2 separate regions of the Hordeum vulgare genome follow, and region 2 is linked to region 1. A link is a contact called in public Hi-C data. All regions are on one chromosome and are shown on one strand. The core of a region is the stretch at or near the end of the contact, and the rest is flanking DNA. Distances in the headings are between cores, read along the strand shown.

The links. A called contact is a pair of places that touch in the nucleus more often than the background predicts.
Region 2: a Hi-C map of leaf shows a contact between it and region 1, with 6 times the contacts expected there. The contact joins the enhancer-like site here to the promoter of LOC123401913 in region 1. A contact is called at or near these places in 2 of 6 Hi-C or Micro-C datasets (both in leaf).

What each region holds. Positions count from the first base shown.
Region 1 is chr6H:554,944,991-554,949,649 of MorexV3_pseudomolecules_assembly, reverse strand. It overlaps LOC123401913 (coumaroyl-CoA:anthocyanidin 3-O-glucoside-6''-O-coumaroyltransferase 2-like), which reads left to right and starts at 1,911. Exons shown (of 1, transcript XM_045095778.1): 1 at 1,911-3,851. The coding sequence starts at 2,312. The coding sequence ends at 3,682.
Region 2 is chr6H:555,124,228-555,129,061 of MorexV3_pseudomolecules_assembly, reverse strand. No RefSeq gene overlaps it. Among protein-coding and RNA genes, the nearest start is that of LOC123403224, 6.8 kb to the left of the region's middle. Within about 2 kb of position 3,096, at least 3 of the 3 cell types and tissues checked have open chromatin away from gene starts, as enhancers often do. A contact at or near this core is called in leaf, where this site is marked.

The sequences.
Region 1 (4,659 bases), core at 662-3,161:
ACATTCTCTTTTGTTTACTCCATGCATGGTATGTGGCCGGCTAATCGATGAGTTATGCATGACGTACTGTGCATGTATCGTGTCCGCAGGTTCCACTGGATTCTGCTAGTAATTAAAGTTAACACCTCAGAATGTCTCGTCCACGACTCTCTGAATATGGATCCAAAGCTTTGGGGCGGCATGAGAAGAATGCTGCAGAAGTAATTATTTTCATTCATTTGCGCTCTATATCGATCGGCCTATTTCGTTCATTTCCTAATATCAAGTAACTAATAACTCTCTTGTTCATTTAATTTTCTTTGCCTCGTAGGGTTTGGAGACGGTTCGTAGATACAAAGGTCGGTGAATTCAAAAAAGAGCTAGAATTCAAAAGGTCAAAGCCTAAGAATGCTGGGGATATTCAGCCAGTGGGGACCAATCTATGTGGATACTATGTCTGTGAGATGATCCGGAGATACACCTCTGAGCGGGTTCCGAGTGATACCAATGCGGGGAGGAATAACCTCCGGATGATGCTTAGTCCAGAAGCTCGCTTCCGACCACTTCAAGAGGAACTAGCTGGATGGTTCAGCAGGGAAGTCCTCCATCCTAAAGGAGAACACCATTACGAGGACGTAGAACTTTATATGCATTAAATTATGTATGGAAACTTGTTCAAAATTGTATATGGTCATCGGATGATATTGAATATATATTGTATATTCCTCTTGAATTCTTTTTGGTTCTAATTTCAAATTTGTTTGAAATTGTACATTCATATGCATGTATGTAGTACCGTAGAATATATGAAATTCCTTCAAAATTAAAATAAAGCACAAAAGAAATAAAACAATACAAATTAAACAGAAAACAGGTTTAGGGGGGGGCGCGCGCGCTAAAACCCTAAACCTGTGGCGGCCTTTAGTCGCGGTTGGCCAGAAGAACCGCGACTAAAGGTCCTCCGCCCCGACGGCCGCCTGGCGCCCACGTGGACGGGCCTTTAGTCGCGGTTCTTAAGAAACCGCGACTAAAGGTGGGGGGCTTTAGTCGCGCTTAGTTGGTCGCGGTTGCGCAACCGCGACTAATGGCAGTTGCGAACCGCGACCAAAGGCCTTTTTTCCACCAGTGTTGCCTAGAGAGGGTGAGCTTTTGAAAAAAGTTGCAAAAGTGGCAATAATGTTGATTCTTGTCCCTGATTGCGGAGGTTTTAAGGAATTTGTACATTGAAAATATGTGTGTTAGTAATAGGATAGTTACTCATTAATGTAGATAAATTTGCGTTAATTATTGATTCTGGATATTGATAATGGTTCTAAATCAACATCCTTATAGTATTTTCCAACAAGTGTTTGTGTGATGAGAGTTTAGCAAAAAGACGATTTTGCTGCATAATTATGTGGTGCAATATAGCCATTTTAAACATGGTGTTGGTTAATACAAAGTGTAAATAAAATATCGAAGAGAGAACATAGACAGCATATAATTTGGGTTCTCTTCTAGTCTACTTGGTTGGTAGCCCATCCCTTCACGTGGAAGTAATTTCCATTTGTGCTCACACATTGCAGTTGGCGATAGCCTTGCCATTTCCTTCACCAGTCCTCTTCACAATTGCTTCAGTGGCAATGGTGGCCCTCAAGGCCATGGCATCTGCTAATGATCCGATTGACAAAATCATGCAACTCTGACAGATTCGTTTCCTGTGGAGACGAGGAGAGCTGAAAGCCAGAAAGAAACAGCTTCAGATCCATCCATGATTGATTGTAACAAGCACATCTGCCAAACCATACACTACTGTCAACATTTGTTCTCTGAAATTAGATATCTACTAACCTAACCTAACCTAACTGGCATAACCACACCATTGACCTGATTAACTGCCGCCCTAAAACAGCTTGTAGGTTACAGTCACAACTCACAAGAAAAAAATCAAGAGGATATTTGAGAAGAATTTTCATGTGACTGTCAGCTTATTCTCTGAACCTTTACTGCCATCGCTTACTGACAGCACTGCCTTCCGTCCTCATTGTGTGATTGTTCAGCACTGTTGTGCACATTCAGAAAGCAGAGCCATCAGCAGCAGCCATGACATGACAGCAATAAACAACAGGAAGACACACGACAGTGACCGACGGACAGAGAGACGGAGGGAGGGAGCGAAAGCGAGCTCCTTTGCCAACCACCAGCAACCAACGATTTGGTTTGTTTGTTTGGTATAGTGCGTGAGTTTGGTGGATCTGAATCGCTAAAGCTCCCATCTTTCCTCTCCCCCCTCCACCAACGCCGCCGAGAAGAGCAGGGGAGCACGCGGGGATCTCGAATCGAGCTCCTTCCCATGGCCACCAGGGTCCTCGACACGCTCGCCGTCGCGGCGGAGGGCGGCGGCGGCGCGCTGCCGCTCACCTTCTTCGACGTGCCCTGGATCTTCACCGGCCCCGTGGAGCGCGTCTTCTTCTACCCGTACCCGCACCCGGCCGAGCAATTCAGGGCCGCCCTCCTGCCCCGCCTCGTCTCCTCCCTCTCCGCCGCGCTGGGCAAGTTCTACCCCCTCCTCGGCCGCGTCCGGCCCTGCCCGGACGGCGCCGGGTACGAGTTCTTCTGCCCCGCGGGAGGAGGGGCCGGTGGTGGCGCCGTCGAGCTCACCGTCGCCGAGAGCGAGGACGACTTCGACGAGCTCTCCGGCGACGGGCCCCGCGACGTCGCCCGGCTCTACTCGCTCGTGCCGCGGCTTCCGGTGGTTGAGGATGAGGACGGCGGGTTCGCGCTCGCGGCCGTCCAGGTGACCGTGTTCGCCGGGCGCGGGGTCGCCGTCGGCGTGTCGATACACCACGTCGCCTGCGATGACTCGAGCTACATGCATTTCGTCAAGACCTGGGCCGGCCACTGCCGGCTGGCTGCCGGTGGGGAGGACTCCGGCGCTGCGCTGCCGCCCCCGCCGTTCCTTGACCGCGCGGTCATCGCGGACCCCCGAGGGCTTGCCGCCAGGACGCTCGACGAAATGCGGCAGCTAGCGGCCAACGGGCCTCCTCCTCCGCCACCGGTGCCGGCAGGCCCGCCGCCCAAGCTGGTCATCCGGTCGTTCACGCTGGCCCGCGGCTGCATCGACAAGATGAAGCAGCGCGTGGCCGCCGACGCCAAGGACGCCACCCCGCACTGCTCGGCGTTCACGGTGGCGTGCGCGTTCGCGTGGGCCTGCCTGGCGCGCTCCACGGACGGCAACGCCCCCACGGACGAGCGCGCGCACCTGCTCTTCTCCGTGGAGTGCCGGCGCCGCCTGTCCCCACCGGTCCCGCAGGAGTATCTGGGCAACTGCCTGCGGCCCTGCTTCGTGGAGGTCGGCACGCGCGACCTGCTCGGCGCGGACGGGGTGACCACGGCCGCAGCGGCGATCGGCGCGGCCATCCGCGCACTGGACGGGGACGGCGTGCTGGCGGGCGCCGAGGGGTGGTTCCAGAAGATCCTGTCGCTGGTGCCGCGGCGGCCCATGTCCGTGGGCGGCTCGCCGCGGTACGGCGTGTACGACACCGACTTCGGGCTCGGCCGGCCGAGCAAGGTGGAGCTGGTGTCCATCGACAAGACGCCCGGCACGGTGTCGCTTGCCGAGGGCACCGGCGGGCAGCACGGCATCGAGGTCGGCGTCGCGCTGCCGGAGGCCGACATGGCGCGCTTCGCGTCATGCTTCTCCGACGGCCTGCACCAGCTATGAGAAGGGAAGAAGATCGTGCTGGTGGTACAAGAGGAGAATTGCAAAATTGCCATTCCTCGTATATTGTTATTATGAAATGTAAGTATATTTGGGAGAAGCGGATACTTCAAAATAAATGAGGCTTATGTTAATGGTGTTAATTAGTTGTGGTAACTGAGAGAAGAAGCAACGGACTCGAATCATTTTCCGGTCGGTGCCAAATCTCAAAGGGTTTGGTTGGAAATGTCTCCCACCAACAATGTTCGTTGTGTGTATGCATCATGGGATGGGATGAGCTATCGGCGGTGCATCACAGCTAGGCCAAACCTAATGAGATCACCCCCGTTTACATGATCACATCCACTAGCAAGAATGTTCTTTTGTCGGTGAAAACTTTTTAAAAAATAATCAGATCTGTATTATATTATTAAAAAACTTTTTAAAGTACAAAGTATCTCAAACATAATAGATATTATATTGAGAGTCCGAGCCAGTACTGTAGTCTGTAGCTAGAACGAGTTGTCGACGCGTCAATGTCGTCGCTTCCCTACCGAAGCCAACTTGATCTTGCTGATGATAGCCATGAAGTCTTTGTGTGCGTGCCTCTAAAGATCAACGTCCTGAAGTTGTAGTCATCGTCGTTAAACCTTTGCTTGGATTTGAAGCATCTGACATCAAATCTCGTTGCATAACCAAGCCAAGAAAGATGAAGCTTGTGTCCATAGACAAGACCCTAGGCACCGAGTCGCTGGCGAGGGCACAGGCGACGTGGCATTGAGGTCGGCGTCGTGCTGCCGGAGACCGACATGGCGCAGTTAGGCTCATGCTTCCGTGATGGCGTACACCATCTATGAGAAGGAAGAAGATCATGCTGGTGCTCACCGCAAGATCAAAAAAAAAGAGACTATTGGTCATATTGCAAAATTGCAATTGCTTTTGTACTAGTACTCTCTCCGTTCCTAAATATAATTCTTTTTAGAGATTTCACTAGGAGACTA
Region 2 (4,834 bases), core at 1,847-4,346, 180 kb before region 1:
TCACATATTACTAAATACTCCATCCGTTCCTAAATATAAGTCTTTGTAGAGATTTCACTAGTGGACTACATACGGATGTATATAGACATACTTTAGAATATAAATTCAATCATTTTGCTCCGTATGTAGACCCTTAGTAAAATCGCTTAAAAGACTTATATTTAAAAACGGAGGGAGTACATTATATTTTTGTAATATATGCATTTTTTCAATATAAACAAAAGAAGAATAAAAAAATACATACATTTTTTGAGACAAAGAAAAATTACATACATGACATCGGCATGCCGTCAACGTGAGGGAAAACATGGTTACCAGTCCAGTCGACTATCAGCCCACTATATATGACCCGATCTTGTGTCTGGCAGCAAAGAAAGGGAATTCCTTATTTGATGTCGAAATCACTAATTAGCAAGTATTCTTTTTAAAGATCACTTCAACTCCTAGGTCACGACAAGTGGCGCACTGCATGTGCGCCAATTGTCGTAACATAGGAGTATTCCCTTTTTCGTAGATTCGTTTTTTTAAAAAGTTTTATCTCCTAAATTGTGCGTACAAATCTCGAACTGTTTCACCATTGGATTTCTCGTGTCAAGATTTTCAAAACTAGATCCCATGTTGATAAGTTTTGAAGTACTTTTTTTTCACAAAAAAACCGGCCAAAAAACCATGCCTCCCGTGATAGAATAAACAAAAAAACATGTTTTTTCGTATTTTTTCAATTTTCGAAAGGCACGACCGTGCCTCTCACGAAAGTAAAAATATGCCTCTCACGGAAGTAAAATCGTGCCTCTCGAAAAAAATGCAGTTTTCCCTTTCCGAAAGGCACGGACGTGCCTGTCACAAAAGCAAAACCGTGTCTCTCGTGGTCAAAACCGTGCCTCTTGCAAAAACAAAATGAACAGAAAACGCATTTTTTTTCCTTTTCGAGGGGCACGATCATGCCTCTCACGGGAAGCTAAACTGTGCCTCTCGCGGAAGCAAGACTATGCCTCTTGCAAAAAACAAAAAACACGTTTTTTCCCGTTCCGAGAGTCACGATCGTGCCTCTCGCGGAAGCAAAACCATGCCTCTCGTCAAAAAAATAGAAAACATTTTTTTTCGAGAGGCATGATCGTGCCTCTCGCGGAGGCAAAACATGCCTCTCGTGAAAAGAAACAAAAAAAGTGTTTTTTCACAAAAAAAATGAATGTTTCTCATAAAAAAACTAAGAACGACCAATGAAAAATGAAAACACAAAAAAAAACAATCTAAAAAGCCGAAAACGCATGCGGAAAAAAATAAAATTCCAAGAAAGCGTTCAGAACGTGACCCGTGACGACGACTGTAAACGCGCCAAGCGACAGCGCGTGGAAGTGCTCTTTAAGAGGCTCCGAAAAGAGCACTCGCTAACTAGTGACTTCCATTTGATGCTCTTTACATCAAATTACCAGGGCTTTGCACACACGATCCCACGAGCGTGAGAATTGGGACAGCCCATTCCCATAACGTGGCAGCCGGTTTTGCGAAAAAATTCAGAAGGATTTTTTAGCGGTTTATTTTGGATTTTTTATTTTTTTATTTCATTTATCTTTTCAATTTTTTTAATTTCTTTGTTTTAATTTTGGTTTATTTTTAAAATTTCGTTTTACAATTTTTGAATTTGTACGTTTTTCTGTTTTAGGTTTTTATTTATTTTCAAAATTTTTATTACAAATTAAAAAAAATTCCATGATTTTCAATGTTTTTGCATATTTGTAAAATGTTTGCTTATTCCGACTTTTGTTTTTGGTTTCAAAAATTTCTTAGATGTTGATTTGATTTTTGATTTTCAATTTTTTTTGCCCATCTGAAAAAATGTTTGCCTATTCCAACTTTTATTCTTGGTTTTAAAATTTGCTCAGATGTTCAAGAAATGTTTTTGTTAATTCAGTTTTATTCATAATTTTCTTAATAGGTTCTCACGTTTGAAAAAATGTTTCTTTCTTGTAATTTTTGTCTTGGTTTCTGAAAATGTTGAGAAATTAAAAATTCTTCGCAATTTTATAAATTCTTTTCACAAATTTAAAAATGTTCGTAAATTTTCAATTAATATTTAGATAATCAAATTATTGTTCACATTTTGAGAAAAAATATTCTTTGTTCAAAATAATGTTTACGAATTATTCATGATTTTCAAAATTTGGTTTCCTATTTGGAAAGATGTTTGGCTTTCACAACTTTTGTTCTCTATTTAAACATTTGCTCAGATGTTCAGAAAATGTTCATTTTTTAATCAATTTCGTTCAAAATTTCCTAAAATGATCATGATTTTCATAAAGAGTTCGCATGTTTGAAAAAATGCTTCATTTTTCTGTAATTATTGTCTGGATTTCTAAAAATGTTGAGAAGTTGAAATTTGGTTCCCATTTCTAAAATTTGTTTCACAAATTCAAAAAAGTTCCTGATTTTCAAAACTTTGTTCATAATTTCAAAAATTATTTTTCCGCATTTTCAGTCACAATTCAAAAAAATCGTAACCCCAAATTTGGTCACATTTTCAAAAATTATTTGCAGTTTCTATAAATGTTTGGAATTTTATATTTTGTTCATGTTTTCGGAAAATCTTCGAAATTTTGTTCAAGTTCTAAAAAATGTTTGAAACTTCCAATTTTTGTTTGCTATGTTGAAAAATGTTTGAAACGTCGGAAGAGTTTGGATTTTAAAATTTTGTTCGCGTTTTCATTTTTTACATTTTCCAAAAATATGTCTGGAATTTAAATTGTGTTGTTGTTTCAAAAAAAAGTTATGTTTCAAACTTTGTTCCTGTCTCTAAAATTTCTTCATGTTTTTGAAAAAATTGGAATTTCAATTCTTTTTCAAAATAGCTTAAGTATTTCAGTTTTGTGTTCTTGTTTTTCATAATTTGTTCCGACATTTTGTTAGAGACATACTACAGGGCTTGCTTACAAGCGTACAAAAAAGGGAAACACGATACAGCTTAATAGGCCGGCCCCAGTTCGCTCGCCCCTGTGCGGCTCGCTGCTGTTGTCTTGGATGCAGCGACACGATACAGACTAATGGGCCGGGCCGGGTTCGGTCGTCCTTGTGCGGCTCGCTGCTGTTGGACCCGTCTCCCTGTGCGATGCTTCGCCTCTTTGCCGCAGTAAGCGGCACATAGGAGGTCCCCTAAGAAATTCAGTGAATCCCATTATCCATCCTAAGAAAAGACCAAAGGCATTTGTGCAATCGTTGATGGCCGGCCACTGGTGTTGCCCCCTTTTTTTTGGCTTTTTTATTATATTGTTTTTTTAATGTCATGACTTTCTTGTATCTATTTATTTTTAAAGTTTCTCAACTTTTTATTATGTTCATGCTGTAATTTGACAAAGTTATCTAAAATAAATAAGGTATATGTACATTTGTTTTGACATTAATGGAAATTTTCTAAAAAAGTATATATTTTCTAATTACATGAATATTTTTTAAATAATTCATATATTGACATGACCAAATGAATTTCTATTTTTTCAAATTTGTATAGAGTAAAGGTGCGTCTTTTTCAGATGCTACAAAAATAAAAAAAATGTATGTATTACTAGAAGATTCTTGAGGCGAATCTACATGTATGTCTATTTAGGGCTTAAACTTAAATGACTAGGTCACCACCAGTGGTTAACCTCTTTTGGTTATCCTTCTTGCATCATTTTTTATTGCCTTCTTTTTTTCCTGGACAACGACAAATCAACATGTCTTCTCCTAACAATCACTTAGTCGAGAATTGAGTAGGTCTCATGTTAATTGAGGGAAGGGGGCACCTCTTCTTTGTGGCTCCAAATATCCCTCAAGAATACACTGCTAGTACAGTATTCAAAGACCAATGTTTCGTGTTTTGAGATCTCTATCTATGAACTATGTTTACATTTGAATCTTGGTGGAGAAACAGACGCCCTCTAACGACCCACTTCATTAGTGTAAGCCTAGTTGGCCACTCAAGCAATGATTTCTTGTAGCATCTTCAAATGTCAAAAGCATGAGTTAGTTATAAATAATATCATTTTTTGTGAATCTAAGAAGTTAAAGTGATAAATGATCAGCACACCAAAAATGAAGGCATCCAAGCTCTATTCAGGTAAGTATTCATACATGAGAAGAGGTGCTACAATTTGGTAATTAAATTTACTTCATTTCCAAGCCATTCTGCACCGTGTCCAGAATCATTGGTAAGCCGTTTGGCAGAAATTTCATCGCCATTTTGTAGCATATAGGCACCGTCAGACCCCCCCCCCCCCCCCCCCCCCCCCCCCCCGCGCCCCCTTGTTTTTGGCTCCAAATATTGCTTGCAAACACAATGATACATTAGCTTTTCCCAGGGTTTGAACATGTAATCTCGTGAAATTTCAATTTGTCGTGTACGCCTAACATACACGAACTAGCTGTACCACTAGATATCTTGTCCGCGTTGGCACAAACACTGGGATCAAAATACACACATAGCCATACCAACACGATGTTGACATCTTTTGTATTGCCTTTCAGTTTTTGGGTGATTACAAAACGATGTCATGCATGACATTGTTTATATAGGCACATAGCAGACCGACAGCAGCAAACTAACTATGCCTTAGAGCATCTAGGACATTTCAAACGATCTTTCATACGTTCGCGGACACGTCGGACAGTGACCAGACAGGAGGGAATTAAAAAGGTGATCCAATCGGATCCCTCGTATCACTTTTATACGTTCGGACTGTCCACATATTGTCCACATACGCTTATATCCATTTTAAATATAGGAAGGATATGAGGACTCACGGACGTGTCCGGGCGCGATCGGTCAGTCTGCCACGTAGGACGCAACTCCGCCGCAAACCAC